Linked DNA regions of Pan troglodytes: region 2 is linked to region 1. A link is a contact called in public HiChIP or PLAC-seq data. All regions are on one chromosome and are shown on one strand. Each heading gives the region's core, a stretch centred on a gene start, on an enhancer-like site or on the middle of the called end of the contact. The rest is flanking DNA. Distances are from core to core; before and after follow the strand shown.

Evidence for each region. HiChIP or PLAC-seq counts read pairs in DNA pulled down with a chosen protein or histone mark.
Region 2: an H3K4me3 HiChIP or PLAC-seq map of stem cell-derived excitatory neurons shows a contact between it and region 1, with 4 times the contacts expected there. The contact joins the promoter of GPRC5C here to the promoter of GPR142 in region 1. A contact is called at or near these places in 1 of 7 Hi-C or Micro-C datasets (stem cell-derived neural progenitor cells) and 1 of 1 datasets of contacts at active chromatin or transcription factors (stem cell-derived excitatory neurons).

Annotation. Positions count from the first base shown.
Region 1 is chr19:87,355,045-87,361,969 of NHGRI_mPanTro3-v2.0_pri, forward strand. It overlaps GPR142 (G protein-coupled receptor 142), which reads left to right and starts at 1,388. Exons shown (of 3, transcript XM_024350591.3): 1 at 1,388-1,577; 2 at 2,455-2,613; 3 at 3,669-4,714. The coding sequence starts at 1,484. The coding sequence ends at 4,540.
Region 2 is chr19:87,415,292-87,421,789 of NHGRI_mPanTro3-v2.0_pri, forward strand. GPRC5C (G protein-coupled receptor class C group 5 member C) reads left to right here and starts at 3,313. Exons shown (of 5, transcript XM_054670032.2): 1 at 3,313-3,688. The coding sequence starts at 3,421.

The sequences.
Region 1 (6,925 bases), core at 138-2,637:
CCACTTGAAGCCTGGAGTTCCAGACCAGCCTCGGCAACACAGCGAGACCCCAAACTCTCTCTATATCTATACATAAAATTTGAAAAACAAAGTGTAGGGACAGGGTGGGCACTCGGTAAATGTCGGCAGGGACCCTCCTTGCCCCTCACCCATGGCAGCTCCTTGAAGAGAGGGTCTGCCTCCTCTCACCCCTAGCCTCCTGCTGCAAGGAGGTGGTGGCCTGGGGCGTCATCTGTGCTACTTGCACTTTCTGGGGCTGGGGTCCCAGCACTCCACCAGAGGACCTGTCCTGAGCGGGCAGCTCCGTCTCCAGTCCCACTGTGCCACCCAGGGTGCCTAGCCAAACCATGGGACTTTCAGGCTTGCAGGGTCAGGATGTGGCCACCAGGGGGCAGCAGGGCCTGCGCTGTGGGTATCCGAGGGGGGGTTGGGATGGGGAGTTCCAGGCTCTGATGTGAGATCTGACTCCCAGAGCTGGGAAGCTCCCTATATTTCCTGCCATATTTTCTGCTGCATTCCCAGAGGACAGGCCATGGGAGGTGATTCCAGGGGGGCCTGAGCTCTCCTCCCGAGGCCGTCCACGGGGCATCCATGTCCCGGGTGCCTGCTTGTGGGCTGCTCTGGTCACTCTTCCTCTAGGGCAGGGGAGCCAGTCTGGCCTCTTCTGAGTGCTCACCAGCAACGGCAGTTGTTTATTTGCCAGGGATTGATATTCTTGAGGGATGGTCCATTTCACCAGGGCCAGGAAAACAACAGCTTGCAGGACTGCGGTTTCCCAGCACCGGCTGCAGGCAGCCTCGTCCGGCTGCTCCCAGAGGATGCCCCACCCTGTGCACGGCTGCCTGCCATCCTGCCCCTGGGGGTAGCCTCCACCTCCCCCACCATGGCCACTGCAGGACTGACCCTGTGCACCTGGTCCCCTGAGCCTCTTGGGATCATAGCCCTGTCTGTGGCAGCCTTACCACTCCTACCTGGCATGACTTCCCCAACTCCTCACAGAGGTGCCCTACTCTCTTCCCTTTCAGTCTGGATGCTCATAAAGTCAGCACCCTGAGTCCTTCTGCCTGTCCCCAAAGTCCTCAGCCCCAGGTTTGACCCCAGCTGAACCCGGGCCAGCTCACAGAGTGCCCCGGGGCACGAGGCAGCCCCCCAGAACCCCCATCCTGCCATCCTGCCTCTTCTCCTCACTTCCTGCTCCCCCAGGCATAGACATACCTGTGAACCCCATGCCACCCTCAGCTCGTCTCTCCTGCAGCTGAAGCCCCTGCCCAGCCCGACCCCTTCCCCTGCCTGTGCGCCCTAGAGGTCCCTGGTTTGCTCCACCAGCATCTACTCTAGCTCTTTCCCCGGTGCCTCCGCCCACCAGTTCCTTCCTCTTCCTTCCCCCGCCCCGCCCCCCTGCACTAACAGGCTCAGTGTCTGCGTAAGGATCCTGGGGCAAACAACCACTTGGAGAGCCAAGGAGTGAGAGGTACAGCTGGCGATGCTGACAGGGAGCTGCGGGGACCCTCAGAAAAAGCCACAGGTGACCCAGGACTCAGGGCCCCAGAGCATGGGGCTTGAGGGACGAGAGACAGGTAAGGCATCTTGAAGTGGGGTGTGCTGGGGGCAATAAGGTGGAAAGGCAGGAGGGAACAGGAGGCAGGTTAGGGACCTAGAGGGTGGAGTAGGGGCCGAAGCTGAGAGTGAGTGAGCAGTGAGCCCCCCGGCCTCAGCAGGAAACGAAAAGCTGGAGTTCAACCTGAAAGAGACACGCAGTGTGGCTTCAGGGGAACAGGGGCCAGAGTGGACGGTGCTTATCCTAGGCCAGCCACCTTACCCCTGTGGACTGAGTTTCCCCATCTGTGGACTTGGGCCATTCCAGCTTTAGTGGTGCTCACCTCTGAAGAGGGTATCTTTAGTTTAGAAAAGAGGGGGCCCTACCAACAGCCTCTCCTTAGAGGGGGACAGCTGTTGAGTGGAGCTGTGCAGACCTGGGGCCTCCACTGTGGACCTCCTAGAGAGGTCCCTGTGTGTGGCTGGCATCACCCAGGTTGCTGATTACAAGCACGGCTGCTGCAACCCCGCTTCAGACCCTCTGGCCCGGAGGAGGCCCAGGAGCCTGCACCTCGACAAGTGCCCCCGTGATCCTGTTTCAGAGCCCCTGCTAGGCCGGGTGAGGGCCCATGGGGAGGACCCATGGGGAGCAATGGTCTCTATGGCAGCAGGCCGTGCTGCCAGGGACTTCCCATCAGTGGGGGAGCCGGGCCACTGAGGGAGTGGGGTGAGATGGGGGGTGGTGAGGGTGGTCTTGGCAAGAATTCTCACAGCAACAGACAGTGCACTCAGCTGGGTCTGACTAGAGGGTCTGCACAGAGCAGGGTGACTAGAAAGACCCCAGGTCAGGGCGGGGCTGCGCCCAGCCAGGTTAGAAATAGACCAGAGGCTCTGACTCTGCCCATCCGCACCTTCTAGCTGGCCAGCCACGAATGACCCTGCTGCCCACGCCCAACGTCAGTGGGCTGAGCCAGGAGTTTGAAAGCCACTGGCCAGAGATCGCAGAGAGGTCCCCGTGTGTGGCTGGCGTCATCCCTGTCATCTACTACAGTGTCCTGCTGGGCTTGGGGCTGCCTGGTGAGTGGGGAGCTGGGGTCTGGGGACTTGGGCTTGGCCAGAAATGGGGATCCTCCTTCAATGGGTGCCAGTCCTCTGTGTTTGACCCCTGAGGCCCTGGATCATAGACCCCTGGTCTTTCCTTGCCATTGTCAGGGTGTTCTGGGTCACTGGAGGGGAATAAAAGTAAGGGGCTAGGATTGGGGGTGCTCACAGCTAAACCCAAGTTTTCCCCAGCAGTGAGCGTACTCTTAGGATAACAAAATTCACATAGGAACTGGCTCAGCTCAGTACAAAGCTCCCCGTGCTGCCCATGCCTTCAGAGAGCAGAGCTTGGGGCAGAGGTGGGTGTGTGGATATGGGAAGGACGGGTGGTCTTGGCCCTGGGGATTTCCCCAAGTCTGATAGCTAAACCCATGCCTGTGTCTAGGGACGCCTCCATTCTAGAGGACACAGAAAACCTAAAAAGGACTTGGAGGACAATGCCATAGGACAGGTAGCTTTTTTTTTTTTTTTTTTTTTGAGATGGAGTCTCGCTCTGTCACCCAGGCTGGAGTGCAGTGGCATGATCTCGGCTCATTGCAGCCTCCACTTCCCAGGTTCAAGCAATTCTCCTGCCTCAGCCTCCCAAGTAGCTGGGATTACAGGCATGCACCACCATGCCTGGCTAATTTGTATATTTTTTTAACAGAGACGGGGTTTCTCCATGTTGGTCAGGCTGGTCTTGAACTCCTGACCTCAGGTGATCTGCTCGCCTTGGCCTCCCAAAGTGCTGGATTACAGGCGTGAGCCACCACACCTGGCCAGGACAGGTGGCTGCTGAGGACCCTTCCATGTGCACTTACCTGTGCATAACCGGGGTACAGCCAGTGGCCTGCAGTGGATGGACAGGGCAGAGCTGGCCTGAGTGGCCTTCTGGGCAAAGTGGGGTTTCAGAAGGATCTGGAAGGAGAAAAAAGAGAAGCCAGCACAGCCTCTGCACATGCAGATGGGGAGGTGCGATGGCGACACCTTGGAAAGCAGAGTCTGAGCTCTCTTCTGATGCCTCTCCCCTCCCTCACCTCGGCTGCCCTCAGTCAGCCTCCTGACTGCAGTGGCCCTGGCGCGCCTTGCCACCAGGACCAGGAGGCCCTCCTACTACTACCTTCTGGCGCTCACAGCCTCGGATATCATCATCCAGGTGGTCATCGTGTTCGCGGGCTTCCTCCTGCAGGGAGCCGTGCTGGCCCGCCAGGTGCCCCAGGCTGTGGTGCGCACGGCCAACATCCTGGAGTTTGCTGCCAACCACGCCTCAGTCTGGATCGCCATCCTGCTCACGGTTGACCGCTACACTGCCCTGTGCCACCCCCTGCACCATCGGGCCGCCTCGTCCCCAGGCCGGACCCGCCGGGCCATTGCTGCTGTCCTGAGTGCTGCCCTGTTGACCGGCATCCCCTTCTACTGGTGGCTGGACATGTGGAGAGACACCGACTCACCCAGCACACTGGACGAGGTCCTCAAGTGGGCTCACTGTCTCACTGTCTATTTCATCCCTTGTGGTGTGTTCCTGGTCACCAACTCGGCCATCATCCACCGGCTACGGAGGAGGGGCCGGAGTGGGCTGCAGCCCCGGGTGGGCAAGAGCACAGCCATCCTCCTGGGCATCACCACACTGTTCACCCTCCTGTGGGCGCCCCGGGTCTTCGTCATGCTCTACCACATGTACGTGGCCCCTGTCCACCGGGACTGGAGGGTCCACCTGGCCTTGGATGTGGCCAACATGGTGGCCATGCTCCACACGGCAGCCAACTTCAGCCTCTACTGCTTTGTCAGCAAGACTTTCCGGGCCACTGTCCGACAGGTCATCCACGATGCCTACCTGCCCTGCACTTTGGCATCACAGCCAGAGGGCATGGCGGCGAAGCCTGTGATGGAGCCTCCTGGACTCCCCAAAGGGGCAGAAGTGTAGAGGAGGGGGCCCAGCTAGGGAGCTCAGGGTGGCTCATGGCCACATGTACTGGGGCCTTTGAGGTTGTACCCAAAACACGTTTATCAACAGCTTGCTTTCCTTGGGTGGGGGTGGAGGCTCCTCCTTTGGGTGTGGCTCCCAGGTAGAGAGGAGGACAACTTAGCCAGCTCTTATGTTTGCTTCACCAGCAATCCCTATTTCCTGGGAAGATGAAAGGGCACTGCCAGGCACAGGCTAATAGCATCAGTGCTGTGGGCATTCCTTTGCGGGGGGCATTTTGCCTGGCTCATCGTGAATGCCAGATTAATGTTGGTTGAATGGAAAGAAAAATGGACAGATGGAGGCCGGGTGCGGTGGCTCACGCCTGTAATCCCAGCACGTTGGGAGGCTGAGGCAGGCGGATCAAGAGGTCAGGAGATCGAGACCACAGTGAAACCCTGTCTCTACTAAAAATACAAAAAATTAGCTGGACGCAGTGGCGGGCGCCTGTAGTCCCAGCTACTCGGGAGGCTGAGGCAGGAGAATGGCGTGAACCCGGAAGGCGGAGCTTGCAGTGAGCCAAGATCCCGCCACTGCACTCCAGCCTGGGCGACAGAGTGAGACTCCGTCTCAAAAAAAAAAAACAAAAACAAAAACAAAAAAGGACAGATGGATGGATGGATGGATGGATGGATGTGAATTGTCTCCAGCCCACCCCCCTTTCCTGGTGCCTGCCTCTCATTCCCTGAATGGATCACCTCTCCAGCTCCTAGTGGCAATGCCAGAGTTTGAAAAGGAAGATATCTTCAGGACTTAAGGCATTGCTTAGGCTGGAGGAAACAAAGAAATTGAGCTGAGCAATGGGAGGGGGCTGCTTGGGGGATAAAAGCCCCCAGGGCCAGTCAGAAAGGGGTGATCTTAAATCAGATGTAAGGAGCCCAGGCCCGTGTCTGTCCAGCCACAGGAGACACAGCCCCTTAGGTCTCAAACACCCTGGTTGGATTCCACATTACTCCCTGCCCTAAACCAGTACAGGTTCATGGGCCCAGAACCAGCACTGGGGCTATAGTTTTCGTTGTTGCCAATGAGGAGAAAGAAAATGGTCTCTTAACCCAGGGTACTAGGAGAACAGGAAAGGAGGACCTAGCTGGAGATGACCCTGAGCTTCTGCTGAGCCCCCCGAGCTCACGCCCCTGGGGGAAAGGTCTTTTCCTCCACCACTGGGAGGCGGGAGTTGGCAGAGTCCATCAGAGCCATGAGGAGCTCTGCTCCCCACCCTCAGCCTCTCCAGGGAGGCTCTCCAGGGCCCCTCTCTCCTCTCAGCACCACCATCCCGGAGAGGCAGCTGGGAGAGATTAGCAGATGGAACTCCCACCTGCTCCAGGCTGTGGGTAAACACATTAACAGCTGAGCTAGGACCACTTTCTGCTTCCTGGTCAGGCTGAGCTGACCTTTGTCCTGAATGGGAGGTTCAGACCTGCCCCCACCCTCTTAGTGGGATGACATCAGTCAAAGAGCTGTTTGTGCACCCAGCACACAGTCAATGCAGAATCAATGCTTGGCTTTCCACTTTGCCTCTCTGCTTCTCCCCAGAGCAGGGATGTCCAGACAGGGAGGTTCAGCTAACCCAGAAAGAGGATAATGTGGGTCTCCAATGCATTCGCCATGATTCCCAACTCCAAAAAACTCTGAAAACCAAAACATGTTTCCAAAATGTGCCACAAACACGTTTAGCGGTACAGCGTGACCCGGTGTGAGGTGATTTCTGGTCCCGAAGTTGTCCTGTGATTGTGAGTCCTGCCAGCCCCACCCGGGACTGTTAGTGGAGTGATCATGTACTGCTGTCCACACCCCACGGAATCGTGATCGAACGCGCACCACTACATGCACACAGCACCTTCCTCTGCTCTGACGTATTCTGAATTCCAAGACATGTGGTGCCGAGTTCAGAGAAAGGATTGAGGACCTGTAAGCCCAACACTTCTGCTCCGGGGTGGTCTACACTGACCCTGAGCAGGTGTTAAGGATGGAGGACCCCCTCACCCGCCCACACCTCCATGTGCACACACAGATGTATCCCCAGGCAGGGTTGATGCACCTGCGCTTTATTCTTTGCTTAAGGAGGAGGGGGATGCAAATGCAGGTACCCGGGGAGGGAGAAGGTCCACCGGAGGACCAGATAATGTCGGCCCCAGCCCAGCCTGAGCCTGCCCTACAGAAGCGGGCACAGGAAGAAAGCACAAAGTTCCATGGATGAAGAACTAAATGGAACAACCTGCAGGGACCCTGCAGGAGAGAACCCAGTATCAGGGAAGAGCATCTGTGTCTCCATGGATGGCAACAGCAGCTGGGTCTAGGCCAGAGGCAGGATGCCTTCCTCAGCTGGCTGGGGGGCTGTCTTTCAGG
Region 2 (6,498 bases), core at 2,063-4,562, 62 kb after region 1:
ACCTGTCAAGGCTTAGAGGGAATGACAATCATGCCAGGAAAGGGGAGGCTGATCGCTGGCTCCCTGTAAGCACCAGGTTTGTGTGAGGAACATTCCAGACACAGCTTCATTCTGGGGGTGATGTTATCATCCAGTTTTACAGTTGAGGAAAGCAGGGCTCAGAGAGATGAGGCAACTCACCCAAGTCACACAGCCGGCAGGTGGCACAGGTGTTCCCACCCTTGGGCCTTGTCAAGACCTCAGACATCTCTGAAGGAAGATTTCCAACAAACAAAGGGTTTCTCACTCTGCCAGTAGGAATCCAACTCAGGTGGGGGTGGAGGTAGTTGGGTGGTGGACACAGACATGCTTCTCCGCAATCCAGAATCTTTTTTTTTTCCTTTTTATTTCATATATTAAAAAAAAAAATTAAATAGGCTGAGCGCAGTGGTTCATACCTGGAATCCCAGCACTTTGGGAGGCCGAGGCGGAAAGATCGCTTGAGCTCAAGAGTTCGAGACCAGCCAGAGCAACACAGTGAGACCCCATATCTATTTTCTTTTTCGTTTGTTTCAATAGAGATGAAGTCTGTGTTGCCCAGGCTGGTCTCCAACTCCTGGGCTCAATCGATCCTCCCATCTAGGACTCCCAAAATGCTGGGATTATGGATTATAGGCGTGAGTCACTGTGCTGGGCCTCAAGATCTCTTTGAACAGTAGCACTCTTTGAACACTTCTCAGAGTGTAGGTTTTTGGTGAAAACAGAGTTTGCAATGGGTTCTACGCCTACTGGGGTATTAAATCAAAGTGAAGGACATTTGGGGGCACAGAGGACCCTGTGGCTGGAGTCTCGGAAAGCAGCGCCACCTCCCACAGAACTTCCCTTCCAGCATCACAGGCTCGCTGTGTCCAGCAGCCCCCACCAGGGTCTGACTCATGGTGGAGGGGTCTCATGCCTTCTCCAACTCTTGCCTCCCCACTCTGGACCAGCACAGGCCCCTGGGACTAGAGCAGAGACCAACAGGGACCCTGAAGGCTGAAGCCCATGTCATCTGCCCCAAAGGACTTGCTTTGTCCTTTAAAGGCAGACCCTGCCCAGGAAGTGAGATGGAGTGAACACAAAAAGAGCAAATAGCTCTCAGGAAACCTCCCTACATATCCACTGCCATCTACCATGCAGGGCTGGCGGTGGGCAGGGCTCCGCTGCTCCGCCCAGGCCTCAGATGCCCCAGCCTTTCCCCCGCCTGAGTGGGGAGGGAGTGGTAAAGAGTTGCCTTTTTGGAGAATCTAGGTAGGGAAAAGAGATTCCCAAAGCTTGAAAATAAATTGAAACAGATCTGCCAGATCCACAATTCATCTTTGGCTTCTTAAGGTCACAAGCAGTCTCGGGGACTATTTCCATTCCACCTTCCTCTAGCTCTTAGCTGGCTTTTCACATATGCTAATGAGCGGCCCCTCCCAGCACACTGTGTTCAGCACTAGTTGCCTGCTTCACGAGAACTAGTCCCAGCCCACAGTCATGGATGCCCCTCGCCTAGGTCTCACCCGCCGTTTGCCTTTCTAGCGTGGGCACTCAACTGCTTGGACCCTACAAGCGTTTGCCTCCCTGGCATGGGGGCCTCTGAATCTTAGGGTGGGAGGTGGAGCTACGGAAGGGAGCCCAGGAGTGAGCAACAGATCAGCAGCAGCACTGCACCCCTCTTCTTAATATTGAAGAGACTTGAAACAATTCAGTCTTCGCCACCCCAGACCAGCACGTGAGGGCAAGGCCAGGAAGGGATACAGGGTTCTAGAGAACCAGGGCCTCACCGCCAGCTCCGGCCGCTAAGCAAACATTCCCTCCAGGAGTCCGAGAAGCCGGTGTGCGAGGGGAGGAACCAGCCTGAGGTTTATCGCTCCAGCAACTCCGGGTGATTCATAGAGTTTAGACTCCCGGTTGTCGTAGACCGCGGCAGGCACGCAAACAAGCAGCCCGGGAGATACCCTCCCCTTTCCCAGCCCCCGCTCCTCCACCTTGCTACCCCCTAGCCCGTGACCAGCTGCCTCCCCTCCCCCTCGCGGGCACTCAGGGTTGAGCAAACACTCCGGGCCGCCCGCCCCGCCACCAGCTGGCTCCGACCGGCGCACCGCTGGCGATCCCCCAGGCAATTCGGCGTCATGAGAACCGGCACCCCGAGACTCGGCGCCCTGCCCTCCCTCCGCGTCTCCAGGGCCCTGGCCAGGCCCAACAACCTCTCCCTCCTCCGTGCGCCTCAGCCCCTACGGGCCTCTGGCGCGGGCTAACTAGGCCTCGCTGCGGGCCCCCAGGACTGCGCACCCCATCCCCCGCGAGGCCAGCAGCCCCGGGGGAAGGCGGCCGGAAAATCTCTTGTTTATCGGGCTGGATAAGTCCCAGCCTGGATTCGCTTCCCAATTTCTGCGGTCCAGCTTCAGCAGATTCCTGGGGCCGGAGGGGAAAGGGTGGCAACCCACAGATCCACCCCGGAACAGGGAGTGGGGGGTGGGGCTGGTGGGAACCTGACCTCCTGGAAAGGACGGACTCGGAGTCTGGAGGGGACGGACTCGGAGTCAGAGCCAACGTGTCCCGGAGCGCAGAGACCCAGGGGGTCGCGCTAAACACTGTACCTCGGGGAACAAAACCGTGAAGGCTAATTAGGACAAGTCGGAGCAGGGAACGGGGACGCCGGGAGGGGAGCGCGCGCTCCGAGTTGGGCAGAACCTGGAACGGTCACAGGAAACCCGGGCGCGGGGTAGTCGGGCCGAGGGGGACCTTTGCCTACGGTCCAGAGTGGTCTGGACTCGGCCCACGCGTGAGAGGAGCGCTTGGTGACGATCCCACGTACGCTTGGTGACTGGTGGAGGTCCCAGAGAAGCACCGTGCGTGCAAAAGGCGAACCTCGGTGTGCGGTGTGTCCACGTGTGCAAGTTGGGGAGGGGAGGGGGCGCAGAAGGCGTGACAAAGACGGACTCTGCCTTGAGTGTGCGCCTCGCTCCGGCCCGCTCCCAGCGAACTGTGCCTGAAGTGTGTCTCACGGGAGGGCCAGGACGAAGGTGACAAAGGCTAGGTGTCCCCCACGGAGACGCGCCAAGGTAGCCCCGCGCGTGTCCGTAGGCGCGCTCTCTGGAAGACGCGGTGGGGGGTGCGCAGGGCTGCACCCCCACACCGCTTGCCCCGGCGAAGGCCGAGCCCAGAAAGTGAGTGCGCGTGAGTGTGCGCGCGCCCGCTTGCGGGGGCGTGGCAGTCAACAGCAACAACCCACACGCCGGCAGGGCCAGAAACTCCCATCTCCCTCACCAGCCGGAAAGTACGAGTCGGCTCAGCCTGGAGGTGAGTCGGGGCGGGGAGGGCCGGGCAGGCTTTGTTCCTGTGTAAACGGAGCGCACGTACCTGGAGCGCTGCGGGCGCCCGATTAGCGCCCTGAATGGAGGTGATGTAACGGTGATGCAGGCGCCAGCCCACCCTCGCCGAAAGCAAGGAGCCCTGCCTGCGGACAGGCCCGCGCGAGAGCGAGCAACCCAGCGCGCCTGGCTCAGCCTCGGTCCCAGGGAGAGGCAGGCCCTGCGTCCCAGCCCGGGCCCCGCCATCCCAGCCAGGACCGGGCCTGGCCCAGCGCCCCGCGCCGCGTCCCTCCCACCCCCGCCCGCCCCCCGCCTGGGGCTGGAGTTGGCCCCAAACGCTGCGCTGGAGCGGGGCCGGCGGCGAGTCCCAGGTAAGGGCTGCTGCCTTCCCGCTCCGCCGCCCGGAAGAGTCGGGTCGGGACGGCGGGGAGTGGGCGAGGGCAGAGGCGGGGGGGCTGGACATCCTGCGGGCTGGGGACGCCGCGCCAACTCCGCTCGGTCGCTGAAAGTTTTCAAACCCGAGCCGGCTGGGGACTGGGGGGTGGGGGAGCCCGGCGCTGCGGCTCGGGCTGGAGGGAGGGGAAACGACTCCATAATCGAGGTCTCCAAGAGGAGCCTCTCCACCGCCTGCCTCTCGGTGGGAGTCCGCGGTCACTCTCTCTCGTGGGTCGGCGTCCTCTCCGCCGCCTGCTACTGTGGATTTGGAGGGCAGGTTTCTGTGGCCCTAAAAATGGGAGAGAGTGACTGGTTCCCTTGCTCCCCATTCCAGCCACCCAGGGAGCGCAGGTGTAGACCCCAGTACCGTCGACCCAAGTAGGGACGAGAGGGTTCAGAACCCCCCTGAGGGAAGTTTGGAAATTCAGACTATCGAAGCGCCTCCCCTTCTGGTAGCCTGGCCCCTAGATCCCGAACCCCCACTCCCGGCTGGCTTTTCCAGCGTCCTTTGCACCTCCATCCCCAGGCCCGCAGTGTTAACACGCAGGAAGACCCAATCACTTAACAAACTCCACGATCAAGATCCTAAAGCCCGGGAGAGGAGACTGTTGAAGTAGGGTTTTGTGCTCCTGGAGCTTCCTCTCCCCGCCGGCCCCCCACCCCTGTGCCTTCAACTGGACTGGGGGAGGGAGTGCCTTGGGGGGTGGGGTGCATTCCAGAGTGACATTCCAGAGCAGACCCTTGAAGATTTCCAAGTCTCAGAGAGCTCAGGGCATTTTGGCCCAAATACCTGGTCTTGGTGCGGGGCAGGGGCAGGAGGATAGGGGTGGGGTGTCTAGGCTGAGGTTCGAGGAACCCCAACCCACCCCCCACCAACCTACACACTGAGGCCGCTCCTTCCAGGCACAGGCGTCTCCTGTGCGCCTTCTTATCGATGGGGTAAACGCCTGAGCGCCCTGCACAGAGGGGTGAGACAGTGGGACCTAACCAGGGACTGGGAGAGACGGATAGGAGTGGAGGCAGGAAGGCTGTCAGTCGGGCCATCGTCTTTCCCTATAGGCTCTTGAGTGTGTGGGATGGGAGGAAGGCAGGTGCTCTGTGGTATCCCTGGGGGAACCTCCCTGGAGAGTGCCCTGGTCACAGCACCCTTGAAGACAGCCATTGGCCATGGGTCAATGTTGAGTTTGGTTGGCCCTGTGACACGCTGGAGCTCTCTTTCCAGTACGGTATTCTTTGCCCTGGTGGGTGGAGGGGGTCTCAGGCTTGTGTGTGGATGATGCTGGAGCGAGGAAGGGAGTTTTTGCTCTGGAGAGGTGAGAAGGCCTGGCTGTCTCCCCGTTTGCTGGATGAAGCCACTTGTTGCTGGGGGAAACCAGTCAGGGCTGCTTGGGCCTCTGAGCCTCTGAGCCCACCAGGCCTCTGCGCCCCCTGGAGAGAGAAGGAGGGAGGAGGGAGGTTCAGCAACTGGACTGCACTGACTCACAGGAGAGCTGGGGGCCGGGTGGCTGAGCCTGGGGAAAGGCCGATTTCGGATGCGATTAAAAATATTTGTACAACTGATTCCAGGGAAGTGAAGCAAAAGGCCCTTTTGTCCAGAAAATAATCTGAGGCTGGAGCTGGGCTTCAGCTGTGGGGTGGGGGAGACTCAGGGCGGAAGGAGGTCCCCCTCCTACCCCCCTCCTTGAACCCTCTGAGAATCTTTAAGCAGAAGATGCAACTCCAACATGGAGGGGACAACCCTGGGTGTGGAGAAATGCACCTGGGACCATCCAGAGGTGACTTCCAAATGCCCACTGTGTTCAGGCACAGCACCAGCTGTGGCAGTGGATTCTAGAAGTCTTGTTCACCAGCTTCAAAGACCTTACAGCCCTGGAGGGGAGACACGGACATGATTTGAACGTTCAGGGATCAGAAGGCTCAGTCTTAGTGCAGGGTCTGGGGACCCACAGGAGGCAGAAGTTTCCTCCAGGGTCCTGAGGAAAAGCCTCTGACCAGAGCTGAGTCCATCTTGTCAGTCCCTTAGCCACCATCTTAAAAGGTGGCATTGGGCCGGGAACGGTGGCTCACACTTGTAATCCCAGCACTTTGAGAGGCTGAGATAGGTAGATCACCTGAGGTCAGGAGTTCGAGACCAGCCTGGCCAACATAGTGAAACCCTGTCTCTACTAAAAATACAAAAATTAGTTGGGCATGGTGGTGGGCACCTGTAATCCCAGCTACTCGGGAGACTGAGGCAGGAGAATTGCTTGAACCTGGGAGTTGGAGGTTGCAGTGAGCCGAGATCATGCCATTGCACTCCAGTCTGGGCAACAAGAGTGAAGCTTCGTCTCAAGAAAAAAAAAAGGCTGGGCGCAGTGGCTCACGCCTGTAATCCCAGCACTTTGGGAGGCCGAAGCGGGCGGATCACGAGGTCAGGAGATTGAGACCATCCTGGCTAAACACGGTGAAACCCCGTCTCTACTAAAAATAGAAAAAATTAGCCGGGCGTGGTGGCGGGCGCCTGTAGTCCCAGCTACTCCGGAGGCTGAGGCAGGAGAATGGCGTGAACCTGGGAGGCGGAGCTTGCAGTGAGCCGAGATCACGCCACTGCACTCCAGCCTGGGCGACAGAGCGCGACTCCGTCTCAAAAAAAAGAAAAAAAAAAGGCATTGGCTGAATGTGCACTCCCGGCATCAGAGGGCTGGAGCTGTGCTCTTCTGAGCTTCTCTTTAACTCTGTGAGGGTCCCTGTCCTAGGCAGTGGATGA